Linked DNA regions of Mus musculus: regions 2 and 3 are each linked to region 1. The links are chromatin contacts, called in public Hi-C and HiChIP or PLAC-seq maps. All regions are on one chromosome and are shown on one strand. Each heading gives the region's core, a stretch centred on a gene start, on an enhancer-like site or on the middle of the called end of the contact. The rest is flanking DNA. Distances are from core to core; before and after follow the strand shown.

What was found. Hi-C and Micro-C count contacts between places; a contact is called where the count stands out from the background. HiChIP or PLAC-seq counts read pairs in DNA pulled down with a chosen protein or histone mark.
Region 2: a contact with region 1 is called in a BATF HiChIP or PLAC-seq map of CD8 T cells, with 10 read pairs. The contact joins the promoter of Lrrc3c here to the enhancer-like site in region 1. A contact is called at or near these places in 14 of 39 promoter capture datasets (the 3T3-L1 cell line, the C10 cell line, the HPC-7 cell line and 11 more), 1 of 15 datasets of contacts at CTCF or cohesin (CD8 T cells), 11 of 484 Hi-C or Micro-C datasets (B cells, the Ba/F3 cell line, the G1E-ER4 cell line and 6 more), 11 of 115 datasets of contacts at active chromatin or transcription factors (CD8 T cells, the SCID.adh cell line, astrocytes and 8 more) and 4 of 9 other capture datasets (adipose tissue, liver, macrophages and 1 more).
Region 3: a Hi-C map of Th2 cells shows a contact between it and region 1, with 2.2 times the contacts expected there. The contact joins the promoter of Ikzf3 here to the enhancer-like site in region 1. A contact is called at or near these places in 11 of 39 promoter capture datasets (the C10 cell line, the HPC-7 cell line, HPC-7-derived erythroid cells and 7 more), 1 of 15 datasets of contacts at CTCF or cohesin (CD8 T cells), 58 of 484 Hi-C or Micro-C datasets (the AML12 cell line, B cells, CD4 T cells and 39 more), 19 of 115 datasets of contacts at active chromatin or transcription factors (the 230-238 cell line, CD8 T cells, the SCID.adh cell line and 11 more) and 4 of 9 other capture datasets (adipose tissue, embryonic stem cells, liver and 1 more).

What each region holds. Positions count from the first base shown.
Region 1 is chr11:98,468,741-98,472,518 of GRCm38.p6, reverse strand. The region is part of intron 7 of Ikzf3 (IKAROS family zinc finger 3); the gene reads left to right. Among named protein-coding and RNA genes, the nearest start is that of Grb7, 24 kb to the right of the region's middle. Within about 2 kb of position 2,143, at least 73 of the 459 cell types and tissues checked have an H3K27ac peak or open chromatin away from gene starts, as enhancers often do. A contact at or near this core is called in B cells, CD8 T cells, CD8 central memory T cells and 25 more, where this site is marked.
Region 2 is chr11:98,596,408-98,600,185 of GRCm38.p6, reverse strand. Lrrc3c (leucine rich repeat containing 3C) reads right to left here and starts at 1,895. Exons shown (of 2, transcript NM_001195544.1): 1 at 1,816-1,895; 2 at 600-1,421. The coding sequence starts at 1,367. The coding sequence ends at 600.
Region 3 is chr11:98,544,143-98,547,920 of GRCm38.p6, reverse strand. It overlaps Ikzf3 (IKAROS family zinc finger 3), which reads left to right and starts at 1,890. Exons shown (of 8, transcript NM_011771.1): 1 at 1,890-2,177. The coding sequence starts at 2,171.

The DNA.
Region 1 (3,778 bases), core at 894-3,393:
CCCGGCAAACAGAACTCACCACATGTGAGTTACTTTATTAACAAAAGTTCTTGTGTTGAAAAGAAAATGAAGACAAAAAAAAAAAACTTTGTCAGTGGCAGTAAATGTGTGTGTGAGGTTTTGACACTTCTGCAAGCAGCATCAGCTCACCCACTTTGGTTAACAGAGCAGCAGGGAGCAGGTTTAACACCTATGTCCCTGGTTCCATAGACATTGAGATGTTCTTAATTAAGGCACATTCTGTTGGGAACCTACAGAGAAGTCCTTAGACTCAGGAAGGACAGACAACCAGAGCACCAGGGAAACACAGCTTAGATAAAGCAGGGCGAGACCCAGGTCAGCTTGATACTGAGGCAGGGGAGCTTTGGGCAGCCAGAAGTCTGGTCCCTGAGAGCTGGTGGTGGGGAAGCCCTGAAAGGTGGCTGTTCTGTGTCCAGAGGGAAGAACTGTCTTGGCTGCCTGGAATTCCTTATATCCAAGCAGTGTGTCACAGATGACAGAGACCTGGCCTGCAGCTCCAGCTCAGGTCTCCTCCCCATCAGTGTTTATACTTTCTTCCCTTCCTGCTGCTGCCTGACTCCCTCATGTCCTGAAAGGAGTGTTAGTAACTCCAGTCTTCCTTAAGTTGAAATCAGAATCACTACCAAGCACCAAGTACCCCACTTTTCTTTCCTATCTGCCCTACCTTTTTTCTTCCCTCCCTCCCCTCTCTCTCTCCTTTCCTTCCTCCCTCCCTCCCTCCTTTCCTCCCTCCTTTCCTTCCTTCCTTCCTTCCTTCCTTCCTTCCCTCCCTCCCTCCCTCCCTTCCTTCCTCCCTCCCTCCCTCCATTCCTCCCTCCCTTCCTCCCTCCCTCCCTCCCTCCCTCCCCATCTTCCTCCCTCCACCTTTCTTTCTTGACATGTGGTTGCAGTAAAGTGAGTGGGAACAGCCATGGTACATAATAGGAAGCAGCAAGAAACACACTTAAGTGACCTGAGGAACTTCAAGACTCAAATAATCATCCATATATTTCCATTGCCCAGCGTTGACTGTAATATTGGATTTGCAGTTTGTCTGGAGGTCAAATCATTTTTGCCTTCCTCTTTAGATAATAAAACCCCCATAAGTTGCTCCCAGTGGAGTAGAATCCCCAGAACTTGCCTCTCCTGGTCTAGCAGTATAGCCCAGTGGCCTCTGCCCAGCCTCCCTGTGCTCTCCCTTCACTTCTCTCTGGACCCCCCCCCCTCCACTTCCAGGCAGGCCTTCCTTCCCAGATTCCGGGTCTGGATGCCCTCCCATCCCTGTTCCTGCTCCTCCCTGTGCCCATTCTCACTCTGCACTTCAAGCCCGTGCAGTCTTCTACCCTTCGCTGTGGCTGCAGTCCCCTCCTCCACTTCTGATACCTGCTGATGATTGTGAGAATTAAACAACAAGGAGCCATGGTGGCTACCACTCGGCCCTCTGCCCTGTCTGTGAGAACTATCTCACTGTGGAGGGCTGAGCCACCATGAGCAAGAAAGCAGCCAGCATGTGCTAAGACGTGACTCTTAAATTGCAACCATGGTCTGGTCACCATGGACAACCTTGGAAAAAGTGAAGCAGTTTGAGGTCTCGGTTCCTCTTCTGTCAGAGACAGCAATCCACCTTGAAAGCTTTCAGCCTTGAAGGGGTGGCAAAGTGTGGCAGTAAGCTTAGTCTGTAGCACAAAGCTCAGTACTGTAGGGCTGCAATAAAAGTCGCTTTTATCATTAGCATCTTATATGCAATATATAGTGGCTCTTGACCTTAGACCCTGCAGACAGAGCTCTAAGTCTGCGTGCCCAGTCTGTGCATCTAGGCTCCCAACAACCTTGTTCCCGTTGCTTCAATACAGGCGTGCCGTTACTCACTTGAGAAATACCAAAATAGAGGTTAGCCGCCTTTAAGAAGGTTTATAAGGAACAAGTGGCCCAACCAGGCAGCCTCTGAGTCTGCGTTCAGGATCATTTCTGTCTTCATCAGAAGAAAATCTCTATGAGCTGCCTTGGAAGCAGTTCTACTCTTGTGGTTTGCCTAACCTTTCTTATGAGTGTATTACTAAAGAAACGTGAGCTATTGGCTTCTCAATTACTGTAGCCTACCCCTTCTGCGTTTCATACACATTGAGTCATCCGGTCTGCAGGTGACTGATAACCATCTGCAGCGATCAGGTTACGGTAACTGGGAGATGAGGGGATCTGATCAGAGTGAACTGTGTGCACGTGAAGATGTGGGGCGGGCGCTCCCCTCGTCGAGTTGAACAATGGTCTGCATTAAACCACATAACTCCCGTCACCTGACTCCATTCTTCCAGGGCTTTGGTCTCCCTTCCTGTCTTGTCTCTTTCCACCTGTGGTATCCCAACTGTTCGCTTTGAGGTGCTTCGGGTGGTGTGGATGAGAGGGGAGGTGGTGGCGTGCCTACATAACCCTGGAAACTTCCCAGAGCCTCTCTGTCATAAGAAACAGTGATTAGAGATCTCCTGGTACTTAGGGAGGTTAGCAGAGCCAGCCACACTGGGAAATGACCTTGAAAAGATTAAGAAACCAGATTTCATCAGCCCTGTGCCGTTTCCAGGGGAACGGGTGTGGGTGAACTTGGTGTTTCCTGTTCTCGGTGTCATTGATACAGGCAGCCATCATCATGAAGGAGAGAACCAGTCTGGGAGCTGGGAAGAAAACCCACTGGTTACTTTGGCAAACTTGTACATTCTTCTGTGGCTTCCTAGTGAGTTGTCAAGTTAGGGCTTTTTCTTTTCTTTTTCTCAAATATTAGTGTAGGAAGTAACAGGTCCACAAGGTCACAGGGATGCAGGGTAAACGCATCTCAGATCTCCTAGCTGACCTTTCTGCCTCCCCGCCTTGGTCTGGCACATCTTACACATTGCTGTTCATTGATCACGACCGTCTTTCCTCAGAGGCAGGTGACCACTTGCTGCGTGTTTGAATCCAACCACACTCTATGGCTGGTTATTCAGAATGCCTATCATTTGGCCCTACTGTATGTTTTCCAGAGTCCTCTGTTTGATTGTGGCCCTGGGATCAACCCTAGGGCTTCACACAGATAGACAAGCACTCTGCCATTGAGCTATAACCTCAAATCTGTCTTTAACTTTAGAGACAAACATTCACAAAGCTGCCCAGGCTGACCTTGAACCCCCTTTGCAGCCCAGGCAGTCTTCCATCTGGTCCTCTTCCCTCGGCCTCGGGAGTAGCTGGGATTATAGGCCTACCTCTTTCTTTTTGTTTTGTTTTCCAGCTCTTTCTTTCCCACAATATGGGATACCTGGAAACACACAGGACATTTGTAAACTTTGATCTCTATGAACAGAAAACCCAGGCCATTGAGGTGGCTCAGCAGATGAGGGCACTTGGTGACAAGCCTGGTAACCTGAGTTCAAAACCAAGGTCCCACATGGTGGAAAGTTAGAACTGAGTCCCACAGTTGTCCTTTAACCTCAACAAGCATGCTGTGGCACACGTGTGCCTTTGGACAAAGCAAATAAATAAAAGTAAGAATACAGGAACGAAGGGAGGGAGGAAGGAAGGAAGGAAGGAAGGAAGGAAGGAAGGAAGGAAGGAAGGAAGGAAGGGGAAAAGAAAAAAGGAGATGCCAGCATGTGCCAGGTGCTGTGTATGTGCCCAGTCCTGCCCTGAGTGCCTTCCAATGACCCTGTGAGGAGTTACTGTGTTCCTTTCACACAGGGTCACACAACTAGTAGACAATGGAACCAGAATCAAACCAGCCCAAACTAGCCCATGTGGCTGAAGCCCGTCTCAA
Region 2 (3,778 bases), core at 646-3,145, 130 kb before region 1:
CACCCTATGCCCAGACTTTAAGTGTGCACTAGAAATCTGAGCTCAGGTCCTCATGCCTGTAGGACAGGCACTTTACTGTGAACCATCCTCCTTACCTCCCTCAAAGCCATCCATCCTTTGGTCATTACCCACATCTGTATGGTGTGGCTTCTGTGGTCCCCTGTAGCCAGGCACAGGCTCCTATAGCTTCTCCCTCTGAGTTGCTGCACACCCAAATGGCTGTTCATTCTGCCACCCCCACCTCCATCCCATGGATTCAGGAACTCTGGAATTTTTTGAGTCTAGAATAATCCCAAGAAATCCAGGCCCCCAAATCCAGGCACCAAAGTGCTCCAAAGAACAACCAAGAGAGAGAGAGAGAGAGAGAGAGAGAGAGAGAGAGAGAGAGCAAGCTGCTTCTTCATAACTGTACTTTTGATACTGTTATGAATCGTAATGTAAGTCTCTGATAGGCAGGAGATCTGATATGTGACCCCTGTGAAAGGGTCATTCCACGCCCCTACCCCATCCCCGGCTTGAGAACAGCTGGGATAGAGGGCAGATGGGGCAGAGGAGGTGGTAGAGCAGTAGGTGAAAGGCTGGGGCATAGGGCCAAGAGCTCAGAGCACTGTGCTGAGTGTAGAGGAGTCCTCTGAGCGCACAGGCTGCGCGGGAGGAGCCCGCTTGACCGGGCGCCGCGTCTCATCTCGGTTCTGCCACACATAGCGGATCAGATAAGCCACTACCAGTGTCAGCCAGCCCCCCATGGTGACTAACAGGGCCACATCCGTGCTCCTTCGGGTCCCACCTCGTCCTGTCCCACACAGCTCTTCCTCCCTGGTGAGCAGAAGGAACTCGTGTCCCACGAGATCTGGTCGGGCTTCTGGACCACACACAATGCCTGTCCCGGAGCCTGGAGCCAACCTGACGTGCCTGAGCACTTCCTGTAGGGCACAGTCGCAGCGCCATGGGTTGGCAGACAGGTTCACTTGGATCTGCAGCCCCACGAAGGCTGCCACAGGCACAGATGCTAGCTGGTTGGCAGAGAGGTCGAGGTGGCGCAGAGTGCCCTCCAGGCCCTGGAAAGCAGCCCCTGAGAGATGAACAAGAGCGTTATGAGACAGGTCTAGTTCTTCCAGGGCAGGCAGGTGCTGGAAGGCACCAGCTGGCACTGATGCCAACTGGTTGGCGTCCAGGTAAAGCTTTCGGGTGTCGTTGGGGATACCGTTGGGCACGGCACTCAGACCAGCCCGGCTGCAGCGGAATGTCTGTTCCCCGGCTTCTTCTGCTACGTAGCAGCCCTGGGGCAGTGCCAGGGGGCGGGGCACAGAGCCCCCGGTGCCAATCACCAGCAGGAGGGGCAGGAGGCGAGGAGCTAGTAGGGGCATGGTCGCAGATAAACATAATCCTGGAGTGGAGGAGAAGCTGGGGAATAGACGAACCTACGACAGAAGAGCAAAGTTAGAATTCTACGTCCCACTGAAACTCGCTCCTGCTAGAGTCCCTCAGTGGACCCTCTCTGGACCCAAGCCTGTCCTTTCAGGGCTCTCTTAGCCCAAGGTCCATTGGTCTGTCCGACCGTCCCTCTGTCTGTCTCTGTCTCTGTCTCTGTCTCTGTCTCTGTCTCTGTCTCTGTCTCTCTCTCTTCAACAGGACCCCGGGGGAAGGAATCCCTTAGACTTGGAACGTTTGGGTTCTATTGATTCTAGATTAATCTGTGAGGTCCTTCTGTCCCTTTGCCCTGCTGAAATGGGCCCAAGGGGCCTGTCCAAGCTATTTCTTCTGCTTGAATCTTCATTTCCTTCGTTGAAATAAACATTTTTGTCCTCTAAGTACCTGTATGACTGCCAAGGGAGGCCAGGTAAACACCAGGGAGGCGGCCTGGCTGGCACTCGTGTCACAAGAGTGACATATTAGCGATAGATCCCAGGTTGTTCAGAATATACAAGTAGGTAGCGGGTGCCTCTGGCGCCGCCTTCTGTGCACATCAACTCCCCCTTTTCTGAAAGCATCTACCCCATCCTGCTTCAGCTCCTGGATTAGCTCACCTTCCCACCTCTCTCCCTTCTCCTTCCTGCCTCTCACCCTGGTTGGTGGCAGAGTCCTCTCCTGTGCTCCTGCCTTTTTTCCGGAAGTAGTCCCCCTGCCAGTGGGCTCTGGAGACCCGTTTCTTCCTTCAGAAGTCCTGTTTGCTTCAGCAGCTGAAAGCTGTGACCTGGGGCCCAAGAGTGTAGAGTTTCCTGGCATATGACTCTAGGCCCCAGGTGTCAGATACCTGAGCCATGGCCTGGCCAGGCAATGCCAAGAGAGAGCAGATCCCAGACCCTGATGTTCGGGAGACAGGTCTGGATTCCATTTCCTGCCCCAGGCTTTCCTCTCATAACTTAGCAGTTGCTATCTCCTATCAGCTGCGAGAATGGCCTCCCAGAACCTCCTTTTCTTGCCCAGAGCCTGGCTGGCCAAAAGGATGGTGGTTTGGTTGCCCTGGGTGCAGAATCCTACGATTCCCTCTCAGCAACTTGCAGCACAAGCCCCCTCCCGCTATTTTTTTTTTTTTTTTTTTTTTTTTTTTTTTTTTTTTTGTTCTCTGTAGGTCCCTGGTACCGACCCGGTCTTTTCCTCATCTTCAGAGGATGCCCCTGAATCTTCACAGGGCCAACCCTTCTGACCACCAGGAGGCGCTGTGGTTTAGTCTCAGTTTGCTGTTGTAGATGGTCGCTCTAGGAGTTGAAAGCTCTTTAAGTCTGATGTGGTGAATTGTTTTCCTGCCAACTTTTCAGTACTGAACTAGAGGCCAACCCAGATGTTCTTGGGCTCCCAGGATGGCAATTTGAATCCTTCTTCAAGCCTGAGACTGCGATGACTTATTCAAGGACCCTTCATCCTAACGATTGTTTGCAGGGGTCCCACCATTCTTCTACATCCCTTCTCCTGATGTCCTGGGGGTGGCCGGAAGGAAGGATTTGAACTCCGGAGAGTGTTTTGTGTCTATGTCTGAGCCCTTGTGAGTGAACAGTGGCAGAATGGAGGGGCTCCGTGCAGAATGGACGTGAGCGAGCTTGTGGCAGTGAAGTCCAAAAGCTATTGTTTTCATTACATTTTCCAGAACTGTCTGACTTGACTTTATGGTTGCAACACCAACACAGGTTTTCCTGCTCCACTCACCTGCTGTGTTTTGCAGCGACAGGGGTGACCCGAAGTCATGGGTATGGATGTAGATCAGTTGTTCTCAGCCTATGGGGTCACACCAGCCTGGGGTGGGGGCGGGTCAATCGACCCTTTCACACGGGTCACCTAAGACCACTGGAGAACAGATATTTACATTGCTATTTATAACGTAACAGTAGCAAAATTACAGCCATGAAGTAGCAATGAAATTAATTTTATGGTTGGGGAGGTCATCACAACATGAGGAACTATATTAAACAGTCGTAACATTAGGAAGGTTAAGAGCCTTGTTGGGTTGTTATAATAATTTAATTAATTAGTTAATTAATGTATATGTTGATGTAGTGCCTCACTATGTAGCCCAGGCTGACCACATACTGTGTAGTCCAGGCTGGCCTTGAACTCACACTTTTGCTTTCTTAGCTTCCCAATCTTTGCTGGTTTTTTTTTTTGTTTTGTTTTGTTTTTTTTTTGTTTTTTTTTTTTTTGGTAAGAGTTTGTGTTTGACCAGACACATAACTGTAGAGTCTGGTGCAAAATAAGATGTGAGTGAGATAGCCAGGCATGGTGGTGCACGCCTTTAATCCCAGCACTCGGGAGGCAGAGGCAGGCGGATTTCTGAGTTCGAAGC
Region 3 (3,778 bases), core at 641-3,140, 76 kb before region 1:
TCCGCCTGCCTCTGCCTCCCAAGTGCTGGGATTAAAGGCGTGCACCACCACGCCCGGCTACTTTTCCACTTTTAATGTTAAATGCATTAAATGTTTGTCAGGTTACTCCATATAAGGTTATCCCTTGCCCCCAATACTGTACTGTTTGTACTCTGCACTTAAAGAGGAGAGATTTATGCTCCACCCACTTGAGGGTAGAATTGCTACACAAATGGTTGTACGGCTCTGCTTTTTATTTGTCTCTTCAGGTATCTGGAGAGACTGGAATAAGCAGCAAACAGCATGGTAACAGTTTGCTGTTCTGTATAGAGAACATTGTAACAGAAACCCCCAAGTTTCTCTCTGTCTTTTAAATAACCAATTAACTATTCATCCTTCTCATCCCTGTGAAAGTGTACAGTTCCTCTTCTGCTACTTTTGACGTTGCTATTTTTGCTTTTAGAAACTAACAAACAACAAATTTCCCCTTTTCAGTACTAAAATTAAACCTTAGTGTTTATTAAACCTTAGAATGTCTCCGAGCTCCATATTGTCCTGCAGAACTCATGTCAGTGGAGATGCTGCTATGGTTCTGTGATCTCAGAGACAATGTGAGCCACTCGTGTTATATATGCATATGTACACAAACATGGAATATAGAGTTCACAGACTGCCTATATACCAAGGCACTAGTTAATGTGAGCTCGGGTTCATGTTTTCAGTGTGCTTGCTTAGCTCAGAAGTATGATTTTCTTCAGATACAGATAGATGGCTGATGTACAGTTCTCAACCTTTCCTCTCAAATGTGTGTGTGTGTGTGTGTGCGCGCGCACGTGCACACATCTGTCGGTCTTTTTGAAGACAGGGTCTCTCTATTATAAAGCCCTGGCTGTCCTGGAACTCAATGTGCAGATCAGGAAGGCTTCAAGCTCATGGGGATCTCCTTGCCTCTTGCCTTCCCAGTGATGGGATCAAAGGTGTTGCACCCCCATACCTGGCTTCAAATATATTTGTGTAACTAACAAGATGATGAAAGTGGGACCATTCCTTCCACCCTGTTGGCATCGTTAGAAATGCCCCTCTGAGCCCCATCTCTTAGGACTTCAGCGTGATGAACCGCTGAGCTTTGAAAAACTGTTCTGCCTTCAGTTCCTCTCCCCCCTCCCTCCTGTCAAATGCTTTCCTCTCTAAAGTGTAGATGATGGGAAAGGATGTTGATTGGCACGCCTCTGTGAACCAACACCTTCCCTTGACTTAGTCCCTCTACCCCACATAGCTTCACTCTGTATTCTTCTGACACACCATACGTGGGTTTTTGTAAAGTGTCCTATTTAGAGGAAAGAAGATTCGTAGGAAATGAACACACATATGTACTGCTGTCTTTTTTTTTCTTTCTCTCTCTTTTTCTTTTTTCAGCGCTGGCAAACCAACCAGTTCTCAGAAAGGACAGCAAAATGAGAGAATTGTTCCCTCAAGTTAAAAAGTTGGAGAGCCGTAAATGCCAACGCACTTTTGAACTATCTATAAATCTGAACCAAAGACTTTTTAAAGTTTGTTTTCTGAGAAATGGCTCATACTGTAATGTGGGGCTGGCCTGCAACTGATGGCAATCCTCCTGCCTCAGCCTCTCAAGTGCTGGGATCATAGTGGCGGGCCACTCCAACTGGAGTGAAAAACCAAAGGGCGACGGGGGTTGGGGGGAGACCGCCATAAATAACTCAATGAAGTGAGTTCTCACTGACAGTTCTCAAGACCGTCATCCCTGAGTCTAGATAAAAAGTTCCAGGTCCTTCCGTGTCAGGCAAATCTGGAAGTTGGGCTTACGCACACCGCTCGGCTCTCCTTGCGACAGCGCCCTCATCCCCGGTGTTTCTCAAGTAGACGTCCCGAGACGGTCGCTGAGGCACTGTTTCCACGCGATCAGGGTTCCTCAGGCTTGACATTCAAAAGTGGGTGCGGAACCCGCGGCACTCGGAGCGTGCTTTAAAGCGGCCGCCAGCCAGCGCCGCTCTAACCTCGCGCCCCGGCTGCCGGCGGCTCCCGCCCTGCATCTGCGCCGACGCGACCGAGCGATCCCGGGGCCTCCCTGCGCCCGGAATCTCCCGCCAGCCGCGCGGGTCCCCACGGCAGCAGCACGTGGAGCGGCCGCGGAGCCTGAGCGACAGCTGCAGCCCGCGCGGCCCGCGGCGACATGGAAGGTGAGCTCGGCGCCGCTGCGCTGGGGGCTTTGAGCAGCCGGAGCGGCGCGCGCTCAGAGGCTCGGCTGGCTTCCTTCTGAATCTCGGTTTTGCTTCTATTTATTTCTTTTAATTTAAATGCGTGTCCGTTCTCAGACACCCCCTCCCCCAACTTGGGAAAGTGCTAAGTTCTCTTCAGTTTTATTTCTTGGGGGTTGTGAGACGGGGGCATATGTATGGGTCACCTTAAATCTGCAAAGGACAAACAGTCTTGGGTGTCCCTAAGTTTGGCACCAAACCTGGGACGGAATAATCTCCCCCTCCCCCGGGTTGGGGGTGGGGGGGACGCTCCGCGGTCTCAGTCTCCATAGGAATTAGTTTAATCTTAGTTACTTGAGTCTACTTTTCTGTAATGTGACTTTTCTGTGAATACTGTCTTAGTGGCTAAGGGCATATTTGAAAATGATTAGCAATTGTAGTTAGTTAGCTTGGAAATCAAATGAACTTAAAAAAAAAAACAAAAAACAAAACCAAAGGGGGGAAAAAACCCGAAACAAAAATAAGGCTCACGTTAAGGGTTTCATTTGAATTCATTTCGGAAGTTATAGCTTTGCTTCTCAGAAGCCTCGCAGTATGAACTTCCTTAAGATAAGTGCAATTTCACATTTTCAACAAGTGTTTCTAAAACTCTGAAGATGGAAGATGTGGCTCAACTTTGGGGGAGGAGAGGTGGCCCTGAGAAAATCAGAAGTTGAGCGCTGCATTCGTTTAAAGGAGAGAGATACTGACGCTTACCTAATTGAAGTGTTGGTCTGTAAATATTATGAATATCACAGTTACTTTCTTCATGATGGTTGAAGAATCTCTTTTAACACATGAACCTTGATCTTTTGGCATCTTTATTTAGTTCTAGTGTATGTGAAGCTATGAAATATGATTAACAAGTTTGGAACACAGTTAAATATGATAAAGCTTTGTTTCACAATGCAATTGAGTGGAACACAGCCCTTAATTCTCAGCTTGTGCATGGTATGCTGGTAAATGTGGCTTCTTCTTCTTCTTCTTTTTCTTCTTCTTTTTCTTCTTCTTCTTCTTCTTCTTCTTCTTCTTCTTCTTCTTCTTCTTCTTCTTCTTCTTCTTCTCCTTCTCCTTCTCCTCCTCCTCCTCCTCCTCCTCCTCCTCCTCCTCCTCTTCCTCCTCCTCCTCCTTCTCCTTCTTTTCTTCTTCTTCCTGCTTTGACTAATGTAAACATATTTTTTTCTCTCAGTAAAATGGCAAGTGGTAATGCAAAGCTTTTAAATGTCCGCTGTTGAATGATGCTTCAAACATTTTCTCGTGAAAAAAAAAAAAAAAACCTGTATACTTCTAATGTTTTAGTGTCAAAGTTTAAAAAATAACTTCAAATTGTTTTGACACTTAAATAATGATCTATGAAATGTAATATTTTACATGTAAAAGTTTCCTCATCCAAGAACAGAGGGGTGGGGGGGTTGGCATGGTGTATACTATAGGAAACTTTATTTTAAAACGAGCTCCCATGCTTTAATTATTACAAATAATCTCTTTTCCTGAAGTTGCTGGCCAGTTCTCCAATACCATGTCCTAGTTTTAACCGTGTCGTT